5 separate regions of the Mus musculus genome follow, and all the other regions are linked to region 1. Evidence: chromatin contacts called from public promoter capture Hi-C and targeted proximity ligation data. All regions are on one chromosome and are shown on one strand. The core of a region is the stretch at or near the end of the contact, and the rest is flanking DNA. Distances in the headings are between cores, read along the strand shown.

Evidence for each region. Promoter capture Hi-C pulls out the DNA fragments that hold promoters and counts their contacts. Capture Hi-C pulls out chosen DNA fragments and counts their contacts.
Region 2: a contact with region 1 is called in a promoter capture Hi-C map of pancreatic islet. A contact is called at or near these places in 8 of 39 promoter capture datasets (the C10 cell line, cranial neural crest, embryonic stem cells and 4 more), 1 of 484 Hi-C or Micro-C datasets (embryonic stem cells), 3 of 130 datasets of targeted methods (embryonic limb bud, embryonic stem cells and pro-B cells) and 2 of 9 other capture datasets (liver and pancreatic islet).
Region 3: a contact with region 1 is called in a promoter capture Hi-C map of second pharyngeal arch cranial neural crest. A contact is called at or near these places in 5 of 39 promoter capture datasets (cranial neural crest, frontonasal cranial neural crest, maxillary cranial neural crest and 2 more), 1 of 484 Hi-C or Micro-C datasets (embryonic stem cells), 2 of 130 datasets of targeted methods (embryonic stem cells and pancreatic cancer cells) and 1 of 9 other capture datasets (adipose tissue).
Region 4: a promoter capture Hi-C map of embryonic stem cells shows a contact between it and region 1, with 4 times the contacts expected there. A contact is called at or near these places in 12 of 39 promoter capture datasets (the 3T3-L1 cell line, cranial neural crest, embryonic stem cells and 7 more), 3 of 484 Hi-C or Micro-C datasets (embryonic stem cells and nephron progenitors), 7 of 130 datasets of targeted methods (embryonic stem cells, memory CD8 T cells, neural tube and 2 more) and 1 of 9 other capture datasets (adipose tissue).
Region 5: a targeted proximity ligation map of pancreatic cancer cells shows a contact between it and region 1. A contact is called at or near these places in 2 of 39 promoter capture datasets (the SN4741 cell line and cranial neural crest), 1 of 484 Hi-C or Micro-C datasets (nephron progenitors), 2 of 130 datasets of targeted methods (forebrain and pancreatic cancer cells) and 3 of 9 other capture datasets (embryonic stem cells, liver and pancreatic islet).

Annotation. Positions count from the first base shown.
Region 1 is chr19:7,416,262-7,418,961 of GRCm38.p6, forward strand. 2700081O15Rik (RIKEN cDNA 2700081O15 gene) reads left to right here and starts at 1,364. Exons shown (of 5, transcript NM_175381.6): 1 at 1,364-1,656. The coding sequence starts at 1,518.
Region 2 is chr19:7,104,318-7,107,017 of GRCm38.p6, forward strand. Flrt1 (fibronectin leucine rich transmembrane protein 1) reads right to left here and starts at 1,412. Exons shown (of 2, transcript NM_201411.2): 1 at 770-1,412. All of the region lies in intron 3 of Macrod1 (mono-ADP ribosylhydrolase 1), which reads left to right.
Region 3 is chr19:6,968,545-6,971,244 of GRCm38.p6, forward strand. It overlaps Plcb3 (phospholipase C, beta 3), which reads right to left and starts at 1,270. Exons shown (of 31, transcript NM_001290349.1): 1 at 1,003-1,270. The coding sequence starts at 1,101. Gm52400 (a long non-coding RNA gene) reads left to right here and starts at 152. Exons shown (of 3, transcript XR_003952919.1): 1 at 152-300; 2 at 1,450-1,556.
Region 4 is chr19:6,986,260-6,988,959 of GRCm38.p6, forward strand. Vegfb (vascular endothelial growth factor B) reads right to left here and starts at 1,392. Exons shown (of 7, transcript NM_001185164.1): 1 at 1,093-1,392; 2 at 515-557; 3 at 31-227. The coding sequence starts at 1,152. Dnajc4 (DnaJ heat shock protein family (Hsp40) member C4) reads right to left here. Exons shown (of 7, transcript NM_001357001.1): 6 at 1,930-2,016; 7 at 1,652-1,849. The coding sequence ends at 1,738.
Region 5 is chr19:7,133,469-7,136,168 of GRCm38.p6, forward strand. The region is part of intron 3 of Macrod1 (mono-ADP ribosylhydrolase 1); the gene reads left to right. Gm38621 (a long non-coding RNA gene) reads left to right here. Exons shown (of 2, transcript XR_877703.3): 2 at 2,213-2,571. It also overlaps a transcript of Flrt1 not described here. Among named protein-coding and RNA genes, the nearest start is that of Gm38621, 12 kb to the left of the region's middle.

The sequences.
Region 1 (2,700 bases), core at 114-2,613:
CTTCGGAGAATGGTTTCCTGTGGGTCGGGTAATTTAATAGTTTCCTTACTCCCAAGGGGCTGAAACTGTTTCCTTTTTATAAACTGAGGATGTCTAAGTTACCCGCATTAGTAGCAATCTTGTTCACTGCTGCATGTCCAGAGTGTCAGCTCTTGTAGCACATAGTAGGTGTTAAGTGTGAGAATGACTCCATGAATGGTGCCTTCTTTGACTGTGGTGTGCCTCCCCGACAGGGAGGGAATAAAACCCACTTCTAGACCCTCATGGTCTCTGGCATCCTGTAATTTGGATCTCCAGGCCTCTGCTTTGTTGTGGACGACTAACCAAAGGCTAAGGGAGGACCTGTTTCTCCAGCTGGCCCTGGCAGGACCCCAGGTTGCCTCGACCCTACAACCTTTCGAGGTTCCTTCTCCAGGCTTACCGGGAGCCTGAGACCTGAAGGTGTCCCTCGGCCGAAGCCAGAATTCGCCCCAGGGTTTTCCAGCCTAGGGATGCGAATCTCCAGCTGCCCATCACCAGGATCCCAGTCCCTTCTTTGCACCTTCGTCCTGTGCAGGAGCCCGGGGCTGAGCGGAGTGCCTCACCCGGTACCTATAGGCCTGCGGGGGCAGGAGCCTGAATCACCGCCGCAGTCTCCCTCTCTTTCCGGCTTCCAGCCCAGGGCCACCTCTGTTTCGGAACGCCGGCTGGCCAGGCGCAGCGTGCTAGCTCTCTTACACTCCTCTGCGCGCCCCTCTTCCCGGCTTGCGCTTTCGCGGCCGCCGCCCTCACTCTGGCCGGCTCCAGGGAAACCTCGCCCCGCCGCCCCTCCCCGGTAGAAGCCAGAGCTGCCAGCGCTAGCCCCAGGCTCCCGCGGGAGGGGGCGCGGCAGCCCCCACGGCTCCACCCTCTCCGCGGGGCCGCGGCCATCTGGGGCCCCTGCCAGGCGCGTCTGCTTGGGGCCCGCGCCCAGCTCCTGCGGGAGGACGAGGCACCCCGGAGAGGGGAACGGTGCCGCCGCACCGGGCGGTCCCCTGCTAGCGGGCTGCGGAGAGCCGCGCTCGGAGATGCCCCGAGGGGGCGGTGGCTGAAGCGCGTCGCAGCGGACTGGACACGGGCGCCCCTGGTCACCTCGGCGACTCTTTACCAGCCGGAGCTGCAGCTGCGGACGCGGCAGGGCGGACCCACGAGGGCGCTGAGGACCGTGCTCCCCGCGTCCGTAACAAGCGCCCGTTGCGGACTTGCCACCTCCCGCTTTCCCCGCACCAGCCCCCCGCGAGCTGGCAGGAGGAAATTGCGCGCGGCCCCTTTAAATTTACCCAGGAGCCCTTAAAGGAGCCCCAGGGGCCCCAGACAGGAATCCCCACCCCGGTCCAGCCCGCGCTGCCGAGCGAGCAGTCAGCCGTCCGTGCGGCCGGCCGCCCGTGAATGCGCCCCGCGCCCGGGGGCCCCGCGCACCGAGCGCCCCGCGTGCGCCGCCGCTGGCTCCGCGGCCCCGCGCCCCGCCGCCCCGGGGCCCCCGCTCCGCAGCGCAGCGCATGGAGCCCGGCGGGGACCACCGGAGCCGGAGCGGCGGCGGCAGGGGCGGCCCCGGGCCCGCAGTGACCTCGGCACGGGGCCGACGGCTGCCGCCCACCGCAGCGAGCGGCGGCACGGAGCCCGAGGAGGACGACGGCGGTAAGATCTGGGGCCGACGACCGGGGGTGGGGGGCCCCGGCGTGGGGGAGGGGAGGGCTGCGGCTCCGGGCCCCTCTCGGCCGCCGAACAAAGCGGGGGACGAGCGCAGGGCGGCTCGGGGCGCCACCTGGTGGGCGCAGAGAGCAGCTACAAGGCCCGCGGGGCGCTCCCTGCCCGTGGCGGGGTCTGCCCGCCGGGCTGGGGCGGATCCCTGCTCCTTAAAGGGCCCCGCGTTGCTCGTTTTTTGGGGGGGGGGGCAGCGACGTGGGAGTCGAGGTGCTGGAACTTGCGGCTCCCGCCCTTTCTCTTTCACACTCCCAGGTGGTCTGTCTTTTAAAGGCTTCCCAGTCCCTCTGTCCCTTTCTGAGGCTTTCCCCAGAGTAGCATAGCTCGGGATTCCGCTGTTCTCGGTTATGCCATCCCTTTCTGCGTGGCCTTGCTGGAGACGTGAACTCTTCCCTTCACGGTTACGCTACGAGAAACAAAGCGCAGCCTGCGTCCTGGGGGCCCCCGTCTGTCATACCCCACGTCGGGAAGGTCTTAGTGAGGGATGGGTTCGCACACGAAGGTGGATGCCCCACCCGTGCGTTGTCGCGTTTCAGAATCGATTTTGGCCCCAGTTTGTCAGCTGTACCAAGACCTGCCGGCCCTAGTTGGCCCTTAAAACCAACTGCTTTTTTTTGTCTCCCTTCTGTAAGGTTCATTGCCTTTAGATCAGCGGAGGTTCCATCCGTACTAGGGAGAGTGCTCTCTACTCTTTGAGCTCCTCTCCCTATAAGCCCCCGCCCCCCACCCCCCCTTTTTATTTTTTTGAAAAAAATCTCAGCTCCTCCTTTTTCTTTCTTTCTTTCTTTTATTTTTTTCTTCTTTCTGCTCTTAAAGGGCCAGTCTGCCTTAGATTTAACAGTGGTCCTGCACTGGAAAGATGCTTAGTAGGATGCTAGCTATTCAGTCAGTGCATTTGCAGACAAAGGCGTATAGGCCCAGAGAGCGGATGTGACTGACCTACCAAAGGTCACTGGGCAAGGCACCAGTGAAGCCAGA
Region 2 (2,700 bases), core at 162-2,661, 310 kb before region 1:
GCTCTGACGGATGTCCCAGGCCCTGGCGCAGTCATAAATCAGCCCCTCTCCTGGGGCAGAGCATGGGGAAGTGTCATTTTCCATCTTGGTAATGAATTGGGGCTTCCCTGCCCTGCCCAGGGCGCTGAGGGGTTCTGAAGTTGCCAGGATTACTGTTTGCAGAGGTATTGGCCCTCCCCTCTTCACCCTTGGGAGTCTAAGAGGAGCTGGCCTGGCCAGCCACTTGCTGTGTAGCCTTGGAAAACTCACCCCACCACTCTAGACCTGTCTGTCCCCTCCAGCCAACAGAAGGTCCATACAGGGGACCAGTGCAGATGATGCCAGTGTGACCCCTGACTGGGCCCACCCTGGATTTCTCTGGCCACAGCAGGGCAGGTCCAGGTGGAAGGGATCTTGCTAGTTTGAGGGTAACAGGCATCAAGGCTGGTGTCCTCTATCCCCTAAGCTCTTGCCTAACCATCACAAGGCTCACTGTCGTCCCCTCTGTACAGAGCAGGTGGCCAGCAGCCCTGGTAGGGAAAGGAAAGGCCCAGAAGGAGATAACCCTCCCTGCTGTGGCTCATTCCCAAGCGGTCTCCCTTACACCTGACAGAGCCCTGGAGTGGTCCCTACCCCAGCAAGCAGAAGGCTCCTGTTTGGGGGCCTTCAGAGGGCAAGACTCAGTTGTCCCTCTCATATGCCATGTCCCCTCCACGTGGAAGGAAGACTTGTCACCTTTCTTTACAGCACCACCCCTGGTGGCCCTCTCTCCTTTACCCCAAACTCTTACCTCCTCTGCTGCTGCTCCCTGGAGCCACTGGGTCCCACTGGTCACTGCTTCAATGTTCCAGGCCACACTCACATCCTTGGCCCCATGTCACCAGCAGGCTCAAAACCACAGACTACAACCCTGGGGCAGAGGGAGCACAGAGGCACACAGAGACTACAGAAGTCTTATAGTCTTCCTTGTGGCCAGGCCTCAGATATGCCTGCAGGTCCCCCGCTGCATCTTCGGCACCCTAGGCCACAGGCACCGATGGCTTGGCTCTCCGAAGTGAAGGTTGTGTGCTCGGGGTGCACGGGGCACCCCCGGGGACTCCTGAGCCGGGCATGCCCTACAGCCCAGAGCCAGTCCCCGGGGGATGTGGCCTCTCCTTGGCCACCACGTCCACCACAGCTCTTTGTAACTTTAGTCTTTTGTCCACAGGCTGCACCTCTCCCAAAATGTCCCTGCTAGGACTGTTGCCTTCTTTTCTTTACCAAGGTTTTTTTTGTTTTTGGGGTTTTTTTTTTGTTTTTGTTTTTTTTAAATCCCTTTAAGTCACTTGGCAGAATGGCTCAGTGCAGAGAGCGCTCTTGCGTGACAGAGCTGAGAGGGAGCCACTCTCCAAAGACTCAGTATTCCTGCCACTCAGGCTGCATCTGTGTGTGGGGGGGTCTGTTACCCCTCTGAGGAGTTCAGATGTTCACCGCAGGCTGCAGCCGCCTCGCCTCTCCTCACCTCGCCTCGCACTGCTGAGCTGTCAGGCCTGTGTGCTCCGCTTTGGGAAGCCACTTTAGGGGGCAGGGGCTGGTCTGCTTGGCTGCTCCTGTTTGTGGAGAAGCTTCTGAAGTGGGTGAGGCAGAAGGGTCGGTTACTCCTGCTTCAGCCCTGGGGCTCAGCTGTCCTGAGTGGGGCCTTTCTCGCCTACTGCCTGGTTCTTCACCTGCCAAAGAACACAAGTGATCAACCCCAAGAAAACAGAGCCATAGGGACAAGTACCACAGGCATCCATGGCCACAGCCCCATTGCTCTCATCCTTTCTCAGTCTCTGGGTTTTTTTTGTTTTTGTTTTTGCTTTTTGAGACAGGATCTCACTATGTATCCCTGGCTAGCCTGGAATGTAGATCAGGCTAGCTAAACATTCACACAGATCCTCAGGTCTGGTTTTGGTTTGCAGTACTGGAGATCAAAGCCAGGGCTTGGCAGGCGCTTTGCTGCCAAGCCACATCCCAGGATCTGCATCTTGGACAAGTACCACTTCCCTCCAAGCCAGGCAAGGGTCTGAGATTACTGTCCCCACCGCTTGTTACCCTTCCGTGTAACTGCCTGAAAGGATTGGGCAGACAAAAAAATGAAGTTTAGGGACTTGGCAAGATGGCTTAGAGAGTGGGTAAATACACCTAGCACCAAACCTGGAGATCTGAGTTCAGTCCCCAGGAGCCCACATGGTAGAAGAAGAGAACTGACTCTCACAAGATGTCCTCTGACCACACACACAAAATAAACAGATAAGTGTAATAATAATAATATCGTCACTATCATCAACAACCAACAATGAACAATGTTTGGGGAGTACCTGGCCATGCAGAGCCACCACCCAACCCAGAGCAGCCTCCATTTCCCCAGCACGTGCTTCTCTGACTAAATATCATTTGAAGGCTCCAACTGGGCCATCCTGGACTTGGCTTCCAGAACAAGCTCAGCTTTTCTGGCTCACCAAAGGCCAGTGAGGTAGGGTTTCCACTGTCCCTAACCTCTGTCCCTCAGCTGTCTGTCTCCTGTGGGACCAGGCTTTCTACACCCTGCTGCCCTTTCTTCTGTAGAGACCTGGGTGCTGCAGGCTGCCCCTACCAATACAGAACAAAACAATGTTATCCCTTCCTGGTTAGCAGCCAGCCAAAAAGGCCCAACTGTGGTATCTGCATTTCTCTGGAGGCACCCTTGTTTAGACAGGAGCT
Region 3 (2,700 bases), core at 20-2,519, 450 kb before region 1:
CTTTTCCCTTTAGTCTGGCCTGGGGGAAGGGGTATCCTGGGGCCCCGGGGGTACCCACCCTTGCCCAGCACACCTGCAGCTAAGGCCACGCCCCCAGCCCCTCCCCTTAGTTCTCACTCCTGCCCCACCCTGCCGGAAAGAAACCCAGCGTCTTCCAGGCCTATGGCCCGACTGGGAAGGAACAGTAAGGAAACTCAGGCCGCCTGAGTTGAGGCCCTAGGGAGCAAGGAGCCCAGGGGGTAGGAGAGGGAACAGTACAGAAACGTGGGTGAGACGTGATATCTAGATAAGAAGCCGCAGGTGAGTATCAGGGAAGTACCTGAGAGAAAGCAATAAAAAGTGGGGACCAGGATTTATTGAGGTTCAAAGTCACTAAGTTAAGGAGTGGGGAGCAAAGTTCCCAGAGTTGGAGGAACCTGGAAAGGAACAAAGTCTCCGGTAAGGGGTGGCTCGGTGCTCCCATCTGAACAGAAAGCTCGCTGGAATCCAGAAGCAGGACGAAAGGGTATCAACCAGGGCAGGCTGGAAAGGGATGACTATAATGGCTCAGGCAAGCGAGGCACTGAGAAGAGTAGGATCCCAGTGGCACCCCACCCAAGGCAAGGATGTCCTATGCCCCCATGGGGGTCCTGTGCCAGGAACAGGGGTCTGGGGACCAGACCAAAAACTAAGAACCAGCATGGAGACTTTGATATTCATCGTTGGCAAGGGTGGAAAAGAGTGAGAAGAAGGACAGGATTTACAGGGGTTCAAAGTCTCCATGCCAAGAAGAGCCCAATTGACCACAGCTACTGTCTTGCGGGGGAGAAGAGCGGGGACAACGACAAAGTCTTCAATTACCAGGACAACAGGGGACTCAAGTTTCCGGAGTGCAACAAGGCTGGAATAGGGGGTGAGGTGGTCAGGCAACACTGAAGTGGGGGTCCCTGGCATTCATCTAGTCGAATGTGACTGAAGGAATCCTTCGATCTAGGCAGAGCAGAGGACAGCCCACTCACTTACCTCGTCCCATTTGATGAACTTACTCCCGCGCCGCAGGGTCTCCACCACGGTGGGCGGCTCCAGCTGCAGCGCGTGGACGCCGGGCCTCGCGCCCGCCATGGCTAAGCCAGGGGCGGCTCGGGGACCTACGGAGCCCCGACGGGAACCGACGGTGCCACTGCTCTCTCCACACGCTCCCGCGCGGCCCGCTCTGGCCCCGCGGCGTCAGCGCCCGCCCGCCAGCCAGTCTGTCCCGGACGGACCGGAGACTCGGCGCCCGGCCCCGCCCCCGCAGAGCCCCGCCCCGTCGGGCGGTGCCGCCCCCTCCCACCGCTATGGTGCCGCCCGACCCACGGCGGCGCCCCCTCGCGGTTGGGGCGGCGACTGCAGCCAAAGGGATGATGGATGGAATGGGGGGGGTCTTTGTTGGCCGGCTGACTCAGTAGGACTCTCTTTTTTTTGTCTTAGATAAAGTGCTATTGAGGGTGCACCTGGAAAGACGGGTGTTGGAGCCGCTCAAGACATGCCAAGGTCAGCCGGTTGAGGACTCAGGTGGAAAAGGCGAAGATAATAAGGTTAGGGGACACAGACCCTTGTCCTCAACCCGACTCCTACCGCACTTAATGAGCTCAGGAAACGTCGTCACCCCATCTCTCTCCATCCCACTCCACCCGCGTGCCCTCACTTTGCCTCTCCCCCTCCTGCTGCAGCACAGTCCCCCCTCCCAGGGAGCACTTAGCTGGCTAATGGGCCTCCCGCCGGCAGGCGCCCCTCCCCCGTCCCTAGCTCTGGAGGCCTGGAGCTGCCACCTCCTTTGAGGACCCAGGCATCCTGGTTTTCCAGAGAAAACCTTGCCGCAGTTCTTGTGCTGCTGACCCTGTGACGGGAGCCAGTCTCAGTGAACCTCTTAGTTGAACATAGTGAAAGATGGTTGTTTGCCCAGAGGTGGCAGAAGCCTCGTGGGTGTCCCCAAAGGAGGGGTTGTGCAGCTCCTGGCCCACAGCAGGTGCCCTGAAATCTGTGTTCCAGTGATCTGAGGAACCGAAGGGGCAGACCCATGGGCACCGGCCGGGGTGGGGGCTGTAGCCCCCCCCGCAGGGCTTGGCTGGGGGGGCTCCTGCCTGGGGGCCCCTGTGGGAGCCCCCCCAATACAGAGGAGGCAGCAGCAGCAGGTTTAAAGTAGAACTCATCCAGAGGGGCCAGCCAAGTCACCTAGAAACCCAGAAAGAGTTGGAGCTAGCTCTGGGGGAGGAGGGTCGGCTAAGGAGGAGCTTCCCTACCGGCGCCTTTGCCCCAGGCGCTCAGGCCTCCAGAGGAGCCCTGCCTGGCACTGGCTGTCCTCCAAATCGCCATCATGGCGGCAAACTTAATGAATCTAGTTGTCTTTGGCTGTGGCCTTGTGCAGTGGTGTGATTGTTATCTCCACTTGAGGCCCAGAGAGGGGAAGGGACTTGCCCAAGGTCACACAGCTTCCTGAGAGGATTTAACCCCTCTTTCTGCTTCCTGCCTCTGCTCCCTGGTCTGTAGGAGAAAAGGGGGGGGGGTGCAGGCCTGTCATCTCCCTCCTCTTCTTCTTCCTTCTCCTCCTCCTCCTCCTTCTCCTCCTCCACAAGGACTATAAGAAAATACCCCTTCAGAGCTCCAACTACCACCCACCTCCTCCAGAGATCAGAACCATTAAGAGTGGAGATTGGCCTCTACCCACAGGCTTGCTTTCAA
Region 4 (2,700 bases), core at 142-2,641, 430 kb before region 1:
TCAACACACCTGACCCATAGGCCCTGGTACCTGCATTCGGACTTGGTGTTGCCCAGTGGGCACACATTCCAGGCCATCGTCAGGGCAGCAGCCACCACAGCGCTGCACAGTCACACAGCTGGGCACTAGTTGTTTGACCACATTGCCCATGAGTTCCATGCTCAGAGGCACCACCACCTCCCTGGGCTGGCATGTGGCACGTGCATAAACGTCTATCCATGGCACCACTGTGGGCAGACCCAGATGGATTAAGTTCTTATCAGGTCTCCTGAAGCTCCTCTGAGCATGTAGCCTCTCTGATACCCTATCACCACCACCCCAACCATCTTTTAAACCTGTCTTTCTCTGCCTTGTTTCTCAAGAAATGATTAAGCCCTCTGCCTCAGTTTCTTCCTCTATGGAATGGTATCGCCCAAAGGAGTTGGGATCACGCAAGATAAGGGATATGAAATCAGAGCAAGTGCTAACCCCTCTTAGTACTGGCTGGTGGCAAGTTATTGTTAACTATTATTACCTTTCTTCTGGTGGCTGGGGCCATCAAACTGGGACACAGGGGCCTGTGGGAAAGAAGATACCTGGGCCCAAGATGCACTCTAAAAGGGCTGGCCCTGTGGCTATGTAAGGGCTCCGTCCTTGAGTCAGGCTTCTGCGCCTTTCTGACACCTTTCCAGATTTATTCTGTTCCCAAGACCTTGGTTCTAATTTTTCTTGTATACTCAGACATCTGGTACTTTCCCTGGCCCAAGACCCACCAGGCATACTCTGGGAATGGTACTAAAGCCCAAGCCTTAGCGCTGGGCTTGTTTTAGGTCAGGAGCCAGGATAGTGGGAGACAAACGAGGTTCGGAGGGCACGGAGGCAGCTCCGCCCTACAACCGCCCAGGGGATGGGGTGAGGTGGGGGAGTGGCCCCAGGGGCATGGGCTAGGACTAGCGGGCCTTCGCCAAGGGGCACCTCTTAAGGGATATTCCCGGTTTGAACTGAGGATCCCCTCGACAGAGGTAGCAGGCGCCTCCCCACTTCCGCCAACCTTGAGAGGGCACCGCGGGCGGGCGGGCGAGCTAGCGAGCGGGATGTCGCGGACGCACGTACCTGGGTGCGAGCCAGCTGCAGCAGTGCAACAAGCAGCAGGCGACGGAGCAGGGGGCTCATGGTGCCCGCGGGGGGCGAGCGCCGGGAGCGCCCGCATGGCCCTAGCCCGGCGGCGTGGGGGGCGGCGGCAGCCAGAGCCCCATGGCGCGGGCCCGGGGACCCGGGGCGGGGCGCAGGGGGCGGCTCCTCCGCGGCCCCCTCCCGAGCCCTGGGCGCAGGCAGCGCAACGCAGCGCCGCAGCGACGGCCTGAGGAACAAGACAGGCAGGCGGCCTGTAGTGGCGGCGGTGGTGGCCGGGACGGCGGGCAACGGGGACGGCGGGGGGTGGCAGGGGGCCTGGCCGGGGCTGGCGGGCAAGAGGCTCATGTGACCTAAACACGCGCTCCCCACCGGGCCGCGGGCGGAGGCGGGGCGGGGGCGGAGCCGGTCCCCTCCAAACGCCCCCTCCCGCCGCTGCAGGGGAAAGGGGACACACCGCCCTGGAGGCCGAGCTCCGGGGGTCGCTGCCTCACGAGGGGAGGGGTGAGGAGATGCGTGACCTGAAGGACCGAATCGGACAGGCGTCTGAAAATGAGTTTATTGCACGTGTAGTTCTGGACAGGCAGCAGGGAGAGGACCAATGAAGGTCCCATTTAGTTAAGCCTCTCAGGGGCTTGTGTCCTGGGGCATGATCCTGGAGCTTTCTGGAGGCAGGGAGGGTTCTGCCCGAGGCTGCTGCCTCTGCTGGCGCTCCTGCTGAATCCTGGCTCTGTTGGCCCTGGAAAGAAAAACAGGATCAGGACAGACATCCTGGAGGGTGGTGCTGAAGCAGGAAGCAAAGTCAGAGCAGTGACAGACCTGGCCCTGGCCCGAGTGTCATTGTAGATGGCTGTAATGATCCGGTCCTTTTCATCCATGAAGCTGCGATGCACCTGCTCCAGCTTCCTGTGAAGGAATTGCAGTTAACTCCGAGTCTCCGAACTCTGGTGTCCCTCAAACCCTGGTCCTTGACCAGGTTCTAGCATCTCTCACACAACTTTACATCTCTCTCTATAACAGACACCAAGTGGCCCAAGTCCCAGAACTAGGTGGCACCCTAAGTCACTGGCTGTCCTGTGAAGAAGGTTGGTGAAACAGCTCTGAAATCAGGTTGCCTCTCCCAGAAGACTAGAAAGGGGGCATATTTAGGTAATCTCCATTGCTAGATACTACGGACAATGGGCTCCATCCTTTGGGTTTCTATGCCACAGAAAACTGGTATGACAGCATGCATTCGAGTGTATGGTGAGGTCCTGGCAGCTACCATGGACTGTCACTGTTATACGGCACTTGTCCTTCCTCGCTCTTTCTTTCTTTTCTTTTATTTTTTTTTATGGTTTTTTGAGACAGGTTTTCTCTGTATAGCCTTGGCTGTCCTGGAACTCACTTTGTAGACCAGGCTGGCCTCGAACTCAGAAATCCACCTGCCTTTGCCCCCCAAGTGCTGGGATTAAAGGCGTGCACCACCACTGCCTGGCCCTCTTTCTTTCTATATTGAGACACAGTTTAATGTAGCCTAGGCTAGCCTCAAACTCCATATGTAACCAAAGATGACCCTGAACTTAAAAAATTTGCAAAAAAAAAAAAAAA
Region 5 (2,700 bases), core at 158-2,657, 280 kb before region 1:
CTCCAGGAACATATTTAGGAGGTGAGAATCCCCCCCCCCCACACACACACACACACACTCACACACACACACACACACACCATCTGATGTGCCAGACCGCCCAGGCTGGCAGCCCGCACAGCTGTGCGGCTCCAACGCCTGTCTCTGGCCCTTGCCTCTCATACCTGTACCTGGGCCAGAACGGGCAGCCCCAACTCAGCAGGCGTCTGGCACTAATTGTGAATTAATACGTTAATTAATAAGTGCCACAAACGACCTCGGTGAATCCTTCCAAAACCCTCCAGTTTCATCCTGCCCATCTTAAGGATGCCAAAGATAAGACTTTATTTTATCCAGAAGAGAAGCCAGGCAGGTTGAGTGGGAGCTCAAAGGCAGATCTGGGACCTCAAGTCCACCCTGGGCTGCCTTAGAGAATAGGATGGGCCTAAGAGCAGGAGGCCACAGTTGGAAGTGTGGGTCACAGCCTCCGGATCACACACCCACACACCCAGTTCACACAGCACACAGCAGGATCCTAAGAGGTGTTTCTGAATCAATGGATGATTGAACGTGGGAATGTGGGGGAAACCGAGACAGAAGCAGGCAATTGGGGGGCGGGGCCTGTGCCGGATGCCCAATGGCCCTCAGAAACCTGGATCTGCTTCTGATCCTTGTGGTTGAGTCTTGGCCTTTCCTGGGCCACAGAACTGACTTGTCTATCTTGGAAAAGCTCACTGTGGGAACACAACCCTTTCCCTAGAAAATGACACCATCACCAGATACGCAAGCATGCAAGGAAGTGTCAGGGTTCACGGGTCCCCAGGTCCCCAGGTTAGGGAACCTCTGGGTCATACATGAGAAGCCACAGCCCAAGCCAAGGTGCGCACTCCCCAATTCTGAGAGTATTCCTAGCTAATCTTTGCAGATCTAGGCTGAGGCTGACAGAGAATCCAGGGCACCAGGTGCAGGGTGCCTCATTATCTCTGCCCCAGAGCACTGGAGACCAATGACCTACACTGGGCTTCATTTGCATACAGGGGTCATAGGCATTTGGTTCATTATTATGCTTCATAACCGAGAGACAGCATATGTATTCTTTGCTATTTAGCAAATGTTATGTAATTATTAAAAAAAAAAAAAAAAAAAAACAGATCAGCTGGACCTAATTTTAGCTGCTGGGATTCCTGCCTTCGGGCATCCATGGCCTCTCCTGGCCCCGCTCAGGGCCGCCTGACTCCAAGCCTGTGCACTGAGACTGGAACAGAGTTGGTCCCAGCCCCGCTTTCGGCCCAGCTGCAGCTCGCCTCGCCCCTCCCCTGGAGCTGGGGGTGGGGCAGGGAGGGGCGACTTGAGTTCTGAGTCCATTCTATTTGGGCTCACATCAGCTTGTCTGCCGGGAGGATTTAGTGAGCGGCTGCGGTCAATAGTGCGTTTGTTTTGCTATCGACCTGCCCAGCAGCTCCCAGGCTGCCTGTCCCCCCTGCACAGCTGAGGCCTCTCCAGGCTGTGGGAGCCAGACCTGGAATCACCATAAGACCAACCTAGAGAGGCTTCCAACCTCTTGGCACGGCCAGTCCCTGCCCACAGCCTGGCCCGGGTGACTCAGTTCACAGCCCCTTCCTTCGTGGTCCGATTCTTGTGTTCCGTAGTCCAAGAGAGGATGAGGCATTGCAATCGCTGGCTTCACCAGACTCTGGGACCTCCTGCTTGACAGAGAACCCCCATAACTACCAGGCTCGGTGACTCTGGGACCTGCTTTGTGGAAAGCATAGCCTGAAGAGATGAAACACCTCATAGAAAGCAGTGGGTTTCTGGGGTGGAGCACTGAGGCCCCCTACCCTTCCTCCAGCAGTCCTCCAGGTCTGGTACCGGCTCAGTTAAGAGCAGTGGCCATGTAGGGAGCTTGGCTTCTTGGCTTCTGCTCAGACAGCCCCTGGGTTAGAGGATAATTGACAGACACCAAGTCTCTGACTTACACTTATTCATTCAACAAACATTACTGCTCTGGGCCAGGGCCCAGAGGTGAGGGCCACAGGCTGAAATCTGGGAGCCAAGCACCACACACAATTTTGCAGAGGGTAGAAAGGGATGTGGGTTCTCAGAGAGGTCTAGGGGCATGCTGTAGCTGGGAGGGGCTGCTGCCAGGGACTGGGAGTGGGTTGGGGAGGGGCATGGGAGCTTTGGTGGAGGCCTTTCTACAAACAGTTCTGAGGGATGAGTGGAATTTTGACAGGGGAGGAAGGCACAGCAGGAGGAGGGCCCAGCGGGGGCAGAGGCCTGGCGCACAGCCGGGTGCACAGGGAAACAAGAGAAGCACGCGGCCCCTCCGTGAACCTGAACCGTGGAAGTCTCTGGAGCGTGGAGCAGAGCCAGCCCCTCCTTGTCTACTTAGCCAATCTCTAGAGGGCTCAGTCCCACACACCCCCTTCCCCCAACTATCTCAACGGGGGTCCTCATCCCCTCTTCTTCCTCCCTTCTCCCTCCAAAATGAGAAAGAGGGGAAAAAAACTGTTATTGTTCACGCCTCATCTCCCCCCAAAGTTATTAAATTTCATTCCACGAACAAATAAATCCATTTTTATTGCAGCAGGAGGAGCGGGCAGTGGTTTGACTGTTTTACCTTTTTTATTTTTCAAAGTCCTGTTAAATCTGCTGGGATCAGCTGGGATGCCTCCTGTGCCCAGCACACTCCTCCCTCCGGCTTCTCCTCCTCCTCTTGGC